Regions from separate parts of the Mus musculus genome. Here all the other regions are linked to region 2. The links are chromatin contacts, called in public HiChIP or PLAC-seq and promoter capture Hi-C maps. All regions are on one chromosome and are shown on one strand. The core of a region is the stretch at or near the end of the contact, and the rest is flanking DNA. Distances in the headings are between cores, read along the strand shown.

Evidence for each region. Promoter capture Hi-C pulls out the DNA fragments that hold promoters and counts their contacts. HiChIP or PLAC-seq counts read pairs in DNA pulled down with a chosen protein or histone mark. Capture Hi-C pulls out chosen DNA fragments and counts their contacts.
Region 1: a promoter capture Hi-C map of neutrophils shows a contact between it and region 2, with 4 times the contacts expected there. The contact joins the promoter of Pak2 here to the promoter of Tctex1d2 in region 2. A contact is called at or near these places in 11 of 39 promoter capture datasets (the C10 cell line, cranial neural crest, embryonic stem cells and 7 more), 1 of 484 Hi-C or Micro-C datasets (embryonic stem cells), 4 of 115 datasets of contacts at active chromatin or transcription factors (embryonic stem cells, extraembryonic endoderm stem cells, large pre-B cells and 1 more) and 1 of 9 other capture datasets (adipose tissue).
Region 3: a contact with region 2 is called in an H3K27ac HiChIP or PLAC-seq map of embryonic stem cells, with 5 read pairs. The contact joins the enhancer-like site here to the promoter of Tctex1d2 in region 2. A contact is called at or near these places in 11 of 39 promoter capture datasets (the 3T3-L1 cell line, 3T3-L1-derived adipocytes, the C10 cell line and 7 more), 1 of 484 Hi-C or Micro-C datasets (cortical neurons) and 5 of 115 datasets of contacts at active chromatin or transcription factors (the HPC-7 cell line, the NIH/3T3 cell line, embryonic midbrain and 2 more).
Region 4: a contact with region 2 is called in an HNF4G HiChIP or PLAC-seq map of pancreatic cancer cells. The contact joins the promoter of Fyttd1 here to the promoter of Tctex1d2 in region 2. A contact is called at or near these places in 6 of 39 promoter capture datasets (the 3T3-L1 cell line, cranial neural crest, hippocampal neurons and 2 more), 1 of 115 datasets of contacts at active chromatin or transcription factors (pancreatic cancer cells) and 1 of 9 other capture datasets (liver).
Region 5: a contact with region 2 is called in a promoter capture Hi-C map of adipose tissue, with 2.9 times the contacts expected there. The contact joins the promoter of Cep19 here to the promoter of Tctex1d2 in region 2. A contact is called at or near these places in 17 of 39 promoter capture datasets (the 3T3-L1 cell line, 3T3-L1-derived adipocytes, the C10 cell line and 11 more), 1 of 15 datasets of contacts at CTCF or cohesin (the NIH/3T3 cell line), 1 of 484 Hi-C or Micro-C datasets (forebrain), 11 of 115 datasets of contacts at active chromatin or transcription factors (the HPC-7 cell line, the NIH/3T3 cell line, the SCID.adh cell line and 8 more) and 3 of 9 other capture datasets (adipose tissue, liver and pancreatic islet).

Annotation. Positions count from the first base shown.
Region 1 is chr16:32,078,069-32,080,806 of GRCm38.p6, forward strand. Pak2 (p21 (RAC1) activated kinase 2) reads right to left here and starts at 1,274. Exons shown (of 15, transcript NM_177326.3): 1 at 1,020-1,274.
Region 2 is chr16:32,418,308-32,421,007 of GRCm38.p6, forward strand. Tctex1d2 (Tctex1 domain containing 2) reads left to right here and starts at 1,395. Exons shown (of 5, transcript NM_025329.4): 1 at 1,395-1,620. The coding sequence starts at 1,502.
Region 3 is chr16:32,123,284-32,126,058 of GRCm38.p6, forward strand. No RefSeq gene overlaps it. Among named protein-coding and RNA genes, the nearest start is that of Cep19, 25 kb to the left of the region's middle. Within about 2 kb of position 1,313, at least 92 of the 459 cell types and tissues checked have an H3K27ac peak or open chromatin away from gene starts, as enhancers often do. A contact at or near this core is called in embryonic stem cells and pre-B cells, where this site is marked.
Region 4 is chr16:32,876,457-32,879,156 of GRCm38.p6, forward strand. It overlaps Fyttd1 (forty-two-three domain containing 1), which reads left to right and starts at 1,328. Exons shown (of 9, transcript NM_027226.4): 1 at 1,328-1,540. The coding sequence starts at 1,438. It also overlaps a transcript of Rubcn not described here.
Region 5 is chr16:32,098,537-32,101,236 of GRCm38.p6, forward strand. Cep19 (centrosomal protein 19) reads left to right here and starts at 1,253. Exons shown (of 4, transcript NM_025892.3): 1 at 1,253-1,575. Pigx (phosphatidylinositol glycan anchor biosynthesis, class X) reads right to left here and starts at 1,191. Exons shown (of 6, transcript NM_024464.3): 1 at 934-1,191. The coding sequence starts at 1,033.

The DNA of each region.
Region 1 (2,738 bases), core at 24-2,523, 340 kb before region 2:
TTTGGATAGCTCTACCAAAAAAAAAAAAAAAAAAATCCCCAGAGCAAATTCTTGTGTATTTATTTCAATATCCTGCCTACTTTATAAGAGCGGAAGAGTCGAATACAGCAGGGGAAAAACGTGACGTGCACAACCTTCACCCAAAACACAGCTCAGCTCGTCGTTGTCTAATTTTGGGCCTAACCGGTTTGGTTGTCTTTTTTTAAAAGGTTAGAAACGAAAAGCTGGAAAATCTACAGGTCACTTGTAAAGAAGAACCTGGCGGCTATCGATGGGAGTTGGTGATTTGTCAAAGAGGAAACAAATCTCACTTCCACTCTACCTAGTTCTATTAAGACAGGGGATGGAGAGAGCCTCCTTCCCATCAAGCCACAATGGCAATTATTTAACACACTTCTGTCTTGGACGACTTGATCTAGAACTAATCAAAAGGCTGAGTCCATTAAGTTATTTGCAGCAACTTTTTTTTTTTCTTGTGAGGGCGCGCGTGTTTCAGACAGCCAAACATGGTGAAAAGCCAACCTCAGCCCAAGTTAACCTTAAGAAGCAAATATTCACCTCCTGGCTAAAGATCAAGCAAAAACCGTAAGATCCTTAACTTCTGTTCTTAAACGCAGGCTCCCAGAGCCCGGCAAAAACTTTTTCCTAATGTGGAGGAGGAGGAAGAGTTTACACACTGAACTTAAGGAGCTCGCGACAGGATTCCCGAGCGACGAGACTGCAGAGAACGCAGCTGGTAAAGGAGGGAACATCCAGGAACAAACCCGAGTCGTCCGGTGCAGCGCCGGCGGGAGAGAAGGGCAAGGACGGCCGGAGTGGCCAGGGTCCCCACAGCCCAGCAAGCTTCCTCTCGGCCGAAGCTTAGAGCCAGGGCGCAGACAATGAGCCACCGCCCGGAGCCGCGGGCCCGCCCGCAGGTGCTGGCGTCCCGGGCCGCTGGGCCCAGGCCGCGGAGGCGGGAGGAGGGCGGCGGCTCGGCCCGGCCCGGCCCGGCCCGGGCGAGCGGCAACCGCACTTACCAGAGAGGAAAGGTCTCCGCCCGACCCAGGGCGGGCTGCTTGGCCGACGCGGGCGAGCACTGCGCTGGGGCGCTGAGAGGGAGGAGGGCAGGGCGGAGGGGAGCGGCGCGGGGCGCGGCCGTCGCTACCGAGGCCGTGAGGCGCAGAACCCCTTGGGCCAGGGAGGGGAGGGCAGGAGCCTTCGGCAATGGCGACGGCCCGGGCCGGAGGGGAAGCGGAACAACCGCTGCCGCTGCGCGTGGCCACAACCCTGGGGGAGGGCGGCGGCGGGGGCGCGGGGCGGGGCCGTAAGACAGCCCCGCCCTGAAAGTGGCGTCATGACCCGAGGGGCGGGCTTTCACAGGGCGGCTGGGAACCGTAGTCTAGTCATCTGTTAGGGAGACTCAGGACAGTGGGCGTTACAGAGAAAACCTGTCCCTCATTTATCAGCATTCTGCATTGTCTGCAGTTACGGTTTACCTACTGACAAAGCTGACGGAGAACAGCTGATCCAAACATATTTGTGTGTAGAGGGTCTTTGTTTCTGAGAATGTATCCATTCACCAATTGGTGTTTTGTGGGGAGGGATGGCTTTTCGAGTCCTGGCTGTCCTGGAACTCACTCTGTAGTCCAGGCTGACTTTGAACTAGAGATCCTCCTGCTTCTGCCTCCTGAAGAGGTACTGCCCAGCTCACTTTGTTTTTTGGTTTGGTTTGGTTTGGTTTGGTTTTTTGGAGGCAGGGTTTCTCTGTATAGCCCTGGCTGTCCTGGAACTCACTTTGAAGACCAGGCTGGCCTCGATTAAAGGAATGCGACGCCACCGCTTTTTTTTTTCCTACAAATTTAACCAGATTAAGTTGAATCAGATTATGCTGCTAAATTAGGTCCTCCCTCTTTGCAAAACAAAGATTTTTTTATTTTTCTGTATTTTATCAATGGAGGAGTTAATTCATGTATTCTTATTCCACAACTATGTCAATATCTAATATCTACAAAAGACCATTTAGGTACCAGAAATGAACATGCTTCACCTAGTCTTTGTAAAGGTTAAAAACATGAAAACGGTGGTGGCGCACGCCTTTAATCCCAGAACTCGGGAGGCAGAGGCAGGCAGATTTCTGAGTTCGAGGCCAGACTGGTCTACAGAGTGAGTTCCAGGAAAGCCAGGGCTATACAGAGAAACCCTGTCTCAGAAAAAAAACAACCAAAAAAACGTATGAAAACATAAAAACCAAAACACTGATACCTGTTACAAGGTGGGGAAAAAGCTGAGGGATTACCGTGGACAGAGTGGACAGAGAAGGTGGCAGTTAAAACAGAAAAAGGAACTCGGAAGAACTGAGGGGAAAGGATTACAAGTAGGAAGAGGATTGCCACGGTCAGTGAGAGATGAAGGCTAGGCTCACAACCAAAACCACAAGACTTATGTAGCTGCACCTTGGTGTAAGATGGGTATATTAGAAAGTACTGTAGTAGTTGGGCGAGGTGGCATACTCCTTTAATCCTAGCACTTGGGAGGCAGAGGCAGGCGAATTTCTGAGTTCGAGGCCAGCCTGGTCTACAAAGTGAGTTTCAGGACCGCCAGGACTATATAGAGAGAAACCCTGTCTCGAAAAGAAAAAAAAAGTACTGTAGTACAAGATATGATGAAGCAAACCTGTAATTCCAGCACTCAGGTGGCTGAGGTAAGATGAGGAATTTGAGTACTGAGAGGTAGAGGACGGATAGGGGACAAGAATG
Region 2 (2,700 bases), core at 145-2,644:
GACCCTGTCTTGGGAAACAAAAAACAAAAAAACAAAGAGAACTGGCTGGTCTCAGACTTCAAAATCTGCCTGCCCCTGCCTACATGGTGCTGGAGTTAAAAGCATGTGCTACCATGCCCGGCTTGCCGCCCCCTCCCCGCCCCCCAACCCCCAGGCTGGGCGGTGATGGCATACGCTTTTAATCCCAACACTTGGGAGGCAGAGGCAGGCAGATTTCTGAGTTCGAGGCCAGCCTGGTCTATAGAGTGAGTTCCAGGACAGCCAGGGCTACACAGAGAAACCCTGTCTCAAAAAAACAAAAAACAGGCTGGTGAGATGGCTCAGTGGGTAAGAGCACCCTACTGCTCTCCCGAAGGTCCGGAGTTCAAATCCCAGCAACCACATGGTGGCTCACAACCATCTGTAACAAGATCTGACTCCCTCTTCTGGACAGCTACGGTGTACTTTCATATAATAAATAAATAAATCTTTAAAAAAACAAAAAACAAAAAGAGAAGAGCCAGAGACATCTGAAATAGTCGAGAGTACAGAGGGAAAGAAGTAGACTTAGAACATAGACAGGAGACTGGATGTGGTCAAGGCTATCTTTCAGGAAAGCCAGCATGTGTTTTGATACCTTCACATAAGCCTGAGTAGGCTTATGTCCCTTCTACCAGAGGTAAGGGAATTGGTCTCACAATTTCCTGAGCAATGCGGGCTTTTATCTCACAGCTAGAAATACTCTACTCCACTTTGAGCTTATATCTGGATATTTGGGCTATCTTTTGTAGTTTAGAGTTTCCTTTGAACCTCACAAGGGGGTAGAGATGGAAAGCATGTTAAGAATATATTGTATAACAAAAATGTAAAATAAAAACAAGCAAACAAAAATGTGTGCTGGGTCTGTTTGGTGGCCAACACCTGTAATCTCAGCATTTAGAAGCCAGAGGCAAGTGGCTCTCTGGGCGTTTGAAACCAGTATGGTCTACAGAGTCAGTTCCAAGACAGTCAAGAGGATTTAGAGAAACCCTGTCTGGAAACAAAGCAAAATTACATATAAATTCTACTTGTTTCCTACTTTTAACTCACAAGTTGTCCAAACCCAGAAGGGACGGTGTGCAGTTGTGACCCAGTAGCGTTCTAGTTCCAGCACCCATAGAACTTGGCACCGATAACTCTGTTATCCCAAACCTGGGGAGATGGAGGCAGGAATTAGAGGCCAGTCTGAGCTATTTGCATCCTGTCTCAAAAAAATAGGAAGAAAAAAAAAAGGAAGTTAGGTCTGGTTTGGTCTGCCTCTCAGTGGCAAGTGGTCGGTTGCCTAACTTCTCTTAAAAAGTCCTGGTCTCGGTTTGGTACTCATTTCCCAGCGGGCTCACGGCCTCCAGCCAGTGCGCAGGCGCAGCGGTGGTCACCACACGTCACGTGTGAGACCCGTTGCCCTAGCGACCTGTGCCGGGATCTTCGGAGCCGCAACCGACCACACTTCCTTCTAGAGATCTGTTGGACCAGACGCAGGGATATGGCTGTGTCCTTCCGCGGCCTGTCCTTATCGGCTCACTCCGAGGGCTTGAGTGAGGTCGACAAGAACTCAGGGGAGCCTGAGAACACCTACATTCTGAGGCCCATTTTCCAGCAAAGGCGCGTAGCAGACAGGGCACGGAGGGCGATGTGGGGATGGGGCCGGGGCTTTTGGATGCGTGAGCTTCCCTAAGGAGACACGGAGAGGGGCCGGGCTGGGGAAGGGATTGGGCGGGTTTATGCATTCCGACGTAGTGATTTCTCCATCACGGAATTCTGCAGTCTGACTAGCAGGTCTTACCGGGAGCCTAAACTGGCGCTGTGGAAGTGGTTGACTTCTTGGAGGCTTTAGGGGGTGCGCACGCGGGACAGGAAAAATAGAAGCTGGAAACAAGCGGCTTACAAGCTGTACTCCTATGGTTACTGTGTGCATACCTGTGCCAGGAAGGATATGCTTACTTCTGGCACCCGACTTGTGTCTTTACAAAGCCCTTTTCATATAGCGTCGATCGCCACCTTAGGTTGCTAGAAGAGGGCGGTCAGTTCAGACTATAGGACATATACATCACTAACTTCATCTTACAAAAGAAAAAAAAAGGTTCGTGTGCTTGTGGGTGTGGCTGAGTGTTTGGGTGTATGCATGCTACTTAGGATCAAGGGATAACTTTGGGGAATTGGTTCTGTTCTGTTCTTGAACTATGTGGATCCTGGAGATTGAACCCAGGTATCAGGTTTGGGTACAAGGCCCTTTACCAGCTAGCCATCTCACTGCGCCCAAGAGAGGATTTTTTTGTCCCCAGGGTATGCAACTGGTTGGTGAAGGGCTGTAGAGATAGCTCAGTCTGTCACTGCTTGCTCTGAAAGCATGAAGACCTGAGTTCAATTCCTGCACCCCTGTAAAAAGTCGTCGTACACTGTAATCCCGGTGATGGGAATTTGGTCCCAGTAATAGAGAAACAAGACTCTAGGACTCCCTGGCTAGCCATCCTGGCTTCATCTGCAAATCCCAGTGAGATACCCTGTCTCAAAATCATGGTGGAGGGCTGGAGATATTTCTCAGTGGTTAACAGCACTGACTACTCCTCCAGAGGCCTGCGGTTGAGTTCCCAGCACCCACATGAAGATCAGATGCTGTCTTCTGGCCTCTGTGGGCAGAGGTTGCATGTGGTACTTAGTCACACATGCAAACAAAATACCCAT
Region 3 (2,775 bases), core at 63-2,562, 300 kb before region 2:
AAATTCCTTACCTAGTTTGTTTCTGTAATACATTTGTCAAATCTGAAAAACAGCATCCATGTACTGTTAACTGCATTGGTTAACCCCAGCATAAACTAGATTTTACCAGAGTTTCACTAGGGACTTGTTCAGAATCTAATCCAGAATACTATATTGCATTTAGTTTAGTTTCTGTCTTTCCTTGTTCTTTATGACCATGATAAATGTAAGAACTATTGATCTGATAGTTTATAGAACACCTCAGTTTGGAGTTATTTTATGTTTTTCTTATGACTAGTCTCTGTTAGAAATCAGCAGTGCTGGACTGTGGTCACATACATCTTTGATCCCAGAGCTCAGGAGGCAAAGGCAGATCCCAGAACACCCTCAAGGCCAGCCTGATCTACAGAGTGACTTCCATGACATCCAAGGCTACACAGAGAAACCTTGACTTAAGAAAACAAAACACTCCCAAGAGATTTATTTTCATTATTTATTTGAGTGTGTGCATGTGTGTGTTCATGCATGTATAGGCCAGAAGAAGGCAGGAGATCCCCTTGGAGCTGGAATTACAGGCTGTTGTGAGGTGCCTGTGTGTGGGTGCTAGGAATCTGATTCAGGGCTCCCTGGATGAGCAGGATGCACTCAGCTACAGAGCTGTCCCTCTCCTGCCTGCCTTTCTCTTTTAACATTCTGTTCTTTTTTGTTTGTTTGTTTTTGTTTTTGTTTTTGTTTTTCGAGACAGGGTTTCTCTGTGTAGCCCTGGCTGTCCTGGAACTCACTTTGTAGACCAGACTGGCCTCAAACTCAGAAATCTGCCTGCCTCTGCCTCCCGAGTGCTGGGATTAAAGGTGTGCGCCACCACGCCCAGACTAATATTCTGTTCTTTTGAAACGAGTCATTAACTCCAGCCCTGTACTTAGGAAACTGAGGAAGCTGGGTGGAGGAGGGGAGCGGGAAGGGGTCAAACTTCACCTCAAGGGCATTGTCTACATTACCAAAATTCTGTAAAGAAGATTTCCCCCTCACATTTAAAAACTTACTTATATAATGTAAATGGACACAGCGGAAAGCACAGGCGAGTGAAGACTAGGTCTAAGGGTGAAGAGGCCATGGTCTGGTATCAGGATAAACTGCTATTGTTTAACTTCTTTATGATTCAGAGAACTTGGACTCAGATACCTGTGTGATGACTAAATCTGTGACAGTTTGGTGTTCTGTGTCACCCAGCTTTGGAACCGAAAATAAAAAGAGGCAACTGTGTTACATTACGAAGCAAATGCACAGATCACACAGGAACAGAAACTGACGCCTCTCTGGGGACCTCACTGATTAAGAAATCTCAAGGGACAGAAGAGGGACGACATTACTACACACACCTTCCCTGCTATTGCCCACATACGACAGAGTACCTCAGCCAGCACAAGTCAGTTCTTGGCTCTCAAGGATGCTGAGGAGTCAAACAGTGCAGGGACCAGAGATGCAGACAAGGAGAGAGGATTTATAAGTGACAACCAATAAGAAAACCAAACAAAGGAAGCCCCAGCCCCAAGCTGTGTGTATCCCCAGAGCTAAGCAGCACTTGGCACAGAGCTGGAGATGGGAACTGTAGATGTTTCCTGAGTGAGTGAGTGGCCATTTCCTCCTTGGCAAACACAGAAGGGCAAGGAATCAAGGGTATTTCCGTGTGTTCACACATAAAATAAGCTGAAATAACGAATGCATGCTCCTAAAGGTTGATGCGCCTCAGGCTCATGCCGCTGAAATCACAGAAGACCCCGTGTCTCATGTAACCCTCAGGTTTGAGGATGTGCGGGTGGGCTGACGAAGCGATTTCTCTAAAACACCACTTGACCGATATCAAGAAACCCGTGGGCTGTTCCCTTTGTTATGCTCAGTAACATCTAATCTTTCTTTAGCCCTGTCCTCTCTGCTTGATGTCCTTTGATTTGGGAACTCAGGAAGGGGAATTCCAGCCCATCTGGGAGGCACTTAAGACGGGGGAGGGGGGTTGGGGGGTCCATTTAAAAAAATCCATTTTTCTACTCTTAGCCCCTTAGTCCTGAAATGACGACTCTGAGACTAATTATTTATAATTAGATGACTTTGCCTTAAGCTCACAGAGTAGCTCATAAGTTATTGAACCCATTCAAACTATTCTATGTCTTCCACATGGTTAGCTATCGCTCCTTCAGTCCCAACCTACTTCTTCCTCAGTGTCTCCCTACAGTGTCTCTCCATGAGACTCTTTATTCTCTATTTCCCAGAATTCTCTCTCTTCCTTCCAGTGTCCCACCTCCTGGTTCCTGTCTCAGCTCATTGGCTATCAGCTTTTTTTATTGACAGGTGTCGCCTGTAAGACAGTCTCTCTACATTCCATGCTGGTGATTCTGTCATAGGTGGATCCTGGAACTCTCACAGAAGGGTAGGGCTCAGACCCATCGGATGGGTCTCAAGTGTACTGAACTTGTCAGCAGGATGCAGTTTCTTGTTGAGCTAGATAAACCTCTTAAGAAGTTTGAGAAGCAAGATCATCTAGGTGTTCCCACACACTGGGAAGCTCACAGTATGTACAGAAGATAAAAATAGTAAGTATAGACAGTAAGACTAGCCAGGTATGCAAGCTATAGCTGTAATCCCAGCATCCAGCAAGCTGAGGCAGGAAGATTGCTGCCTGTCAAGGCTATAATAATTCCAGACTAGCCTGCACTAAAGTGTGAGGTCCTGTCCTGGTTGGTTATTTGTCAACTTGACATAAGCTAAAGTCACTTGAGGAGAAGAAACCTCAATTGAGAA
Region 4 (2,700 bases), core at 78-2,577, 460 kb after region 2:
CTGGCCCAACTTGACTTTTGAGAATAAGGGATTGTATTTCTCAAATTCTCAATAGAAAATTATACATTTCCTCAAGATAAGACTACTATGATTCATCAAACACCCCAAAACATCATGCTTTTGGATGGAATCACGAATTAAGAGTGGCCTTTTCTTTTAACCATATCGTAAGAAGCATTAGTATGTAGTTTTAAGATGGATCAATAGCTGTCACAATCTTTACTAAAAAGGGTAGATACAATATAACCAGGTCTCAGCTGGTAAAAGTTAGAAAATATGTTATTAATAGATGCAATTGTACATGATATGAAGTGTTTTAAAGTATGGAAGCTCCAAGCAAAAAATAGTAAAATGTGTCACGGCTGTTGAATTTGCAAATCACATGGATTGTGACATTACTAAATTAAATATAGGATAGTGTGGTTTTCAGATTTCTTGGGTCACTACAAAGCTAGCTCAGGTCTCTACTAAAGAAATTTTAGGAAGTGAAGAAAACGGTGGCAGAGATTTCTACACGAACAGAACACTTGACGCTGTTTTTTTTTCCTTAGATGAAAATGCCTGAGATGGTTTTGAGCTGTTATGTGGGGGATGGAATAACAGGCATGCTTCCACGCAGGTGCGTTGTAGAAAATAAAGTAAAAAAAAAAGGGGGGGGGGGAATAACATTTCGTAAAGGGGAAACGAATTATTAAGCTGGAATGGAAACATTAAGTTTTTCTATAAAGACGATTAAGGAAAATATATATATTTCGCCACTCAATTGAGTAATAGAAAAACGCAACCAAATAAACAGAAGTACTTACCCTCCCAAGGGAAGATGAGGTCTTACTAAGGTAGCTAGTACCGTGCCAAATGTTTATAGAGTGCCAACTGAGACAAGGCACAGATACATTAGCATTTACTTTTATTGTTAAGGTGACTCAAGAACTGTCACTGCAGCCTTTGCTATCAGACGTGGCAACTCAGGGACAGGGGAGCTGGGACCCATCGCTGCAATCTCGGCTCGCAGGGGTCTGTCCAGCCTCCGTAGGCTGCACTGCAGAGGGGCGTGCCGGGCCTTTCCGCAGCAGGACGGGCCGGAACAGCAGGGCCAGGCTAGTCGTTCAGACTCGGTTTCGGAGGCGCTGCCAATGGTGTGGACCGTCGAGGCGCTAGGACAGCCGCTATTCCCGGCGCCCTGGGCTGAGGCTCCAGGACGGCGCCCCGCACCGGTAAGGGCCGCTAGGCGCCAGTTTCGCGTGGGCCGCTCTAGCCGCCCGCAGCTCGTCTCGGTAGTCCCTCTCCCCCGCCCGCTGCTGGGAGGTGGGAGGGCGAGGACGCCGCCGGCGCGCGTGCGCGCTCTGCGCTGCAGCTAGTCTGCGTGCGTGAGTGGGAGGCGGCGGGCCTGCGACTCTGGCCTTCCCGGCTGACTGCTCCGACGCCGCAACCCCAGTCATGAACCGGTTTGGCACCCGGTTGGTAGGAGCCACGGCGACCCCGCCGCCGCCACCGAAAGCACGAAGCAATGAGAACCTGGACAAAATCGATATGTCCCTGGGTGAGAGACCAGGGTGGCCGCGTCGTGGTGGGGGGAGGGGGCGGGAGGCACGGTGGGGGAAGGGGCGGTTGACCGCGGTTGCCTGTCCGGTTTGGTCGCGCGTGGGCGGAACCGGCGAGGACCCCCCCCCCCCGATGGGACGGGAGCGACCCCGGTGTGTCCCACCCCCGGGGGTAGGGAGGGGTCGTAACAAGGACTGGCCGGGCCCGGCGGTCCGCAGGGTCCGTAGCTGCTGTCTTCTTTCCCCGCAGGACGGAGTCTCTTGGGCTACCCGGGCCGGCGTGTGCTCACCCACCCGGGGCTTTTCCTTTTAAAGGGTCTTAGAACCAGCCTGGGGCTGCAACTGACTAAAGCCAGCAACCGCGAGAATAGCTTGTCTGGTGTGAATGCCCAGAAGTGCGCTGGGCACGGGCGATTTCCAACCGGCGCCTCCCCTGGGAACGCCGGGGGTCCCGGACGCGGTCCCTGAACGGCCGCTCGGAGGGGTCGTTAAGCGTGAACCGTATTACTGAGTTTGATTAGGTGTTTACTGAAGCGTGTTCTCTAGCACGGTTTCAAAGTTAGCCAGTTGGGGGTGGGGAGGGAGAGATGTACGCAGATTGATAAAATGTCAGGTAGAACATGGGGTCCCGTGTACATAAAAAGGATGCCGTGGTTTGCTGATGATTATGTAAGAAAAGCATGAGGATTGTTTTTTATTTTCGAAAAAAAAAATAATTCCAATCCAACAGTATGAGGGCTTCTGTTTGGTTTGGCTTAGCAAATCCAAAAGTAATTCCTTCTTTTCTTTTCTTTTTTTTTCTTTTGTAGAGTCAAGTTATGTATGGTACTGGATAGAATCAGTGCTCTCTTTCTTTTTCCTCTTTCCGGGTCTCTTCTCACCACACTGCCCCTCTTGGATATTTTAAAATACCTGAATACTGAACTTGTGTTTCTTTTCTAATGGAAGGCTATCCTGGGCCTCAGAAGCCCAGGGACCATACAGCTGAAGAGGGGAGCAGGTGTCCCAGTGGAAGGGCATCCTGAGACACTGGTGCCCAGGAACCACACAGCTCTGAAAGGAAACCTTCGCAGCTCCCAGGGGAGGGTATTCCCAGCTGAGCTGAGGAGCTCAAGAGTCTCAGACCTACTCCACTTGTTTGCTTCTCTTCATTGCTTCT
Region 5 (2,700 bases), core at 3-2,502, 320 kb before region 2:
AGTTTGGTCTACATACCAAGTTCCAAGAAAGACCATTTCTCAAGTATCAAATATTAAGAAACAAACAAACCCTAAAGGTTCAGTAGCCAGGTACCCTGCTCTAAAACACTGGCAAGAAATGTGTGGGAAGAACATTAAAATAAGAGTGTGAATCACTGATAAACCTGTTACTCAGCAACATGAAGCCAGGAGAATAAGCAGTTGGGAGACGCTTGAGGGTCCTACAATATAAAAGCGAGTCAACAGTTGCTGGGGGCAAACTGCAGAGAAAAAGAGATGGGAGGGGGGAAACTAGTGTTAGGACTGAAGAGCTGTCTGGAAGTCGCTTAGTGAGCTCCAGGGTTGCAGTTTTCAGGACTCACCCATTTTATCTTTCTACTGATGCAGCTTCTTTTGAGTTATCCTTGCTTCTAGTAAGTAGCCCCTCACCCATATTTCTAATAGTAGCCCCAATTAAAAAAAAAAAATCATTGGTTTACCAAACTGGACACTGGTACAAAGGTTACCTTTCTGGAGTGAGCAGGTTGTGCGTGTGTGCGTGCGTGCGTGTGTCCCTGGGAAGTATGTCACACAACACATCACCTCACCCCTTCTCCCATACATGCTGTTTGGGCATTCTCACACTTCGCTGGATGCCGAGGGTTCACTGCCTCTCAGGCAGCACAAGGCATCTTCAGGGGAACCATAAGCACCCCAAGATACTTCGTGGCTTGCTGTACTTGTTTCGTACTTGGGTCACAGCGTGGCCAGTCCCGCCTTGGAAAGACAAAGCCCGGCTCTGAAGCCCGGGATGGGACCCCCAGCAAAGATCACAAGGAGGGAAGGGCGCACAGGGCCTTTGTTGCTAACTTCCTCCGGCCTCGGGTACCCCAGGCGCCGCGGGTGCTCCCCACCTCCGCCCCAGCTCCGCACACACTCGCTCAGCCCCCTGACCTTTACCAGCGCTGAAAGGGGCGTCGCTGAAGTCCGCGGCGAGCCTGCCGACCAGCCAGGCTGCCCAAAGGAGCAGCCAGGCCACAGCGCCGGCAGCCAGGACGCCGGAGCCCGACGCCCGAAAGGGGCGCTCGGGGCAAGCTGCGGTCACCGAAGGAATCTGAGCACGCTGAGCGCGCGCTCACCTTTCCCGATGACCCGAACAGAACTCGGCTAACACTTCCACCCTAGGATCTCCCTACAACTCCAGGTTCCGGAGAGGCCAGCCCCCTGGCCCCGCCCCTCGTCATCCCGGCCGGGGCGGGGCGAGAGGCTGCGCAAGCGCAAATTGAGAGCCTTCTGTTGCCTTGGGAACGATCCTCGGGGCGCCTAGGTGGGCCCTTGGACCGGGCGAGCTGCCTTAGGACCGCACTCCCCGCGCTCAGCCCCGCTTCCTGCCCACAACCGGATGCGTGCGGGCTGAGCCCCCTGCCTCTGAGTTCACCCCATGGTTATTCCTGTAGGCTATGGCTATCGCCGTTTCCTGCAGCGTCAGGCTCCACCTCGCCTCAAAGTCGACCTAAGCTCCTCTGTGCAGTGCAGTAGGATGGAAACCACCCCCTCACTGCTGTTCAGATGTGCACTTCCTGTACTTCTTCAAGGGTAAGTAGGGTCGCCTTGCATTGGTGAGGACATGAATCGGGACCTCAGTATTCCCTTCGGTGTTGTGGGGAACAAATCTCTAGTAGGAAAAGTATATCAGGTAAAAATACATTAGGTAAATGTAATGTCATTCCTCCCAGTGCGTTAGCTGACCTAGTGCTGGTGCTGAACGGCAGGCAGGTTATGGGGTCTCGAAAGTGGGAGGATAGTGTAATATAGCACTACAAACATGCTATTAAGAAATATGGACAAAAACAAAAAAAAAAAAAGGCCAGGTAGTGGTGGTGTATGCTTTTAATCTCAGCACCCGGGAAGTAGAGGCGGTCAGATCTCTGAGTTTGAGGCCAGCCTGGTCTACAGAGTGAATCCAGGGCAGCGAGAGCTTCACAGAAAATCCTGACTTGAAACAACAACAACAATAATAATAATAAATTAAAAGGAAAACTCTTTAGTGAAGACCTTACGTTATTATCGACTCTATTCACAAGTGTGGCCCTTTGCTTATGTTTGTAGACCATATAGTGTCTGGAAAGTTTACTGACATCACACTCTAGTGAGGTGAACTGGGAATAGTGTCTGGGCATTGGCTCAGATCAAAGGCAAAGCCCAGCAATGTGAAAGGCAGCACTTTATTATGGTTGACCTCATAGGAGTAAAAATCTCACATCTGTCAGTAGGGTGAGAATACAGACTGTGATCCTATATGATAAATCTACCTAGCAACCATAAAATTTGCATTTAATACAGGAAACCGTATGTATGAGATAAAACTAAACTGTAGTCTATATATGTATTTATATTTATGCATATATGTATGTGACATACATATAGCTAGAAAAAAGAATAGAAGTTAGATGAACATTTCATTTTCTCTTTCTCTCACTTTTATTCCTATTTTTCTTTTTTTTTTAAGATTTATTTATTTATTATATGTAAGTACACTGTAGCTGTCTTCAGACACACCAGAAGAGGGCGTCAGATCTCATTACGGATGGTTGTGAGCCACCATGTGGTTGCTGGGATTTGAACTCAGGACCTTCAGAAGAGCAGTTGGTGCTCTTAATCACTGAGCCATCCCGCCAGCCCTAAGCAATTCTTGTAATTAAGTGTACTTTGCCACTGAGG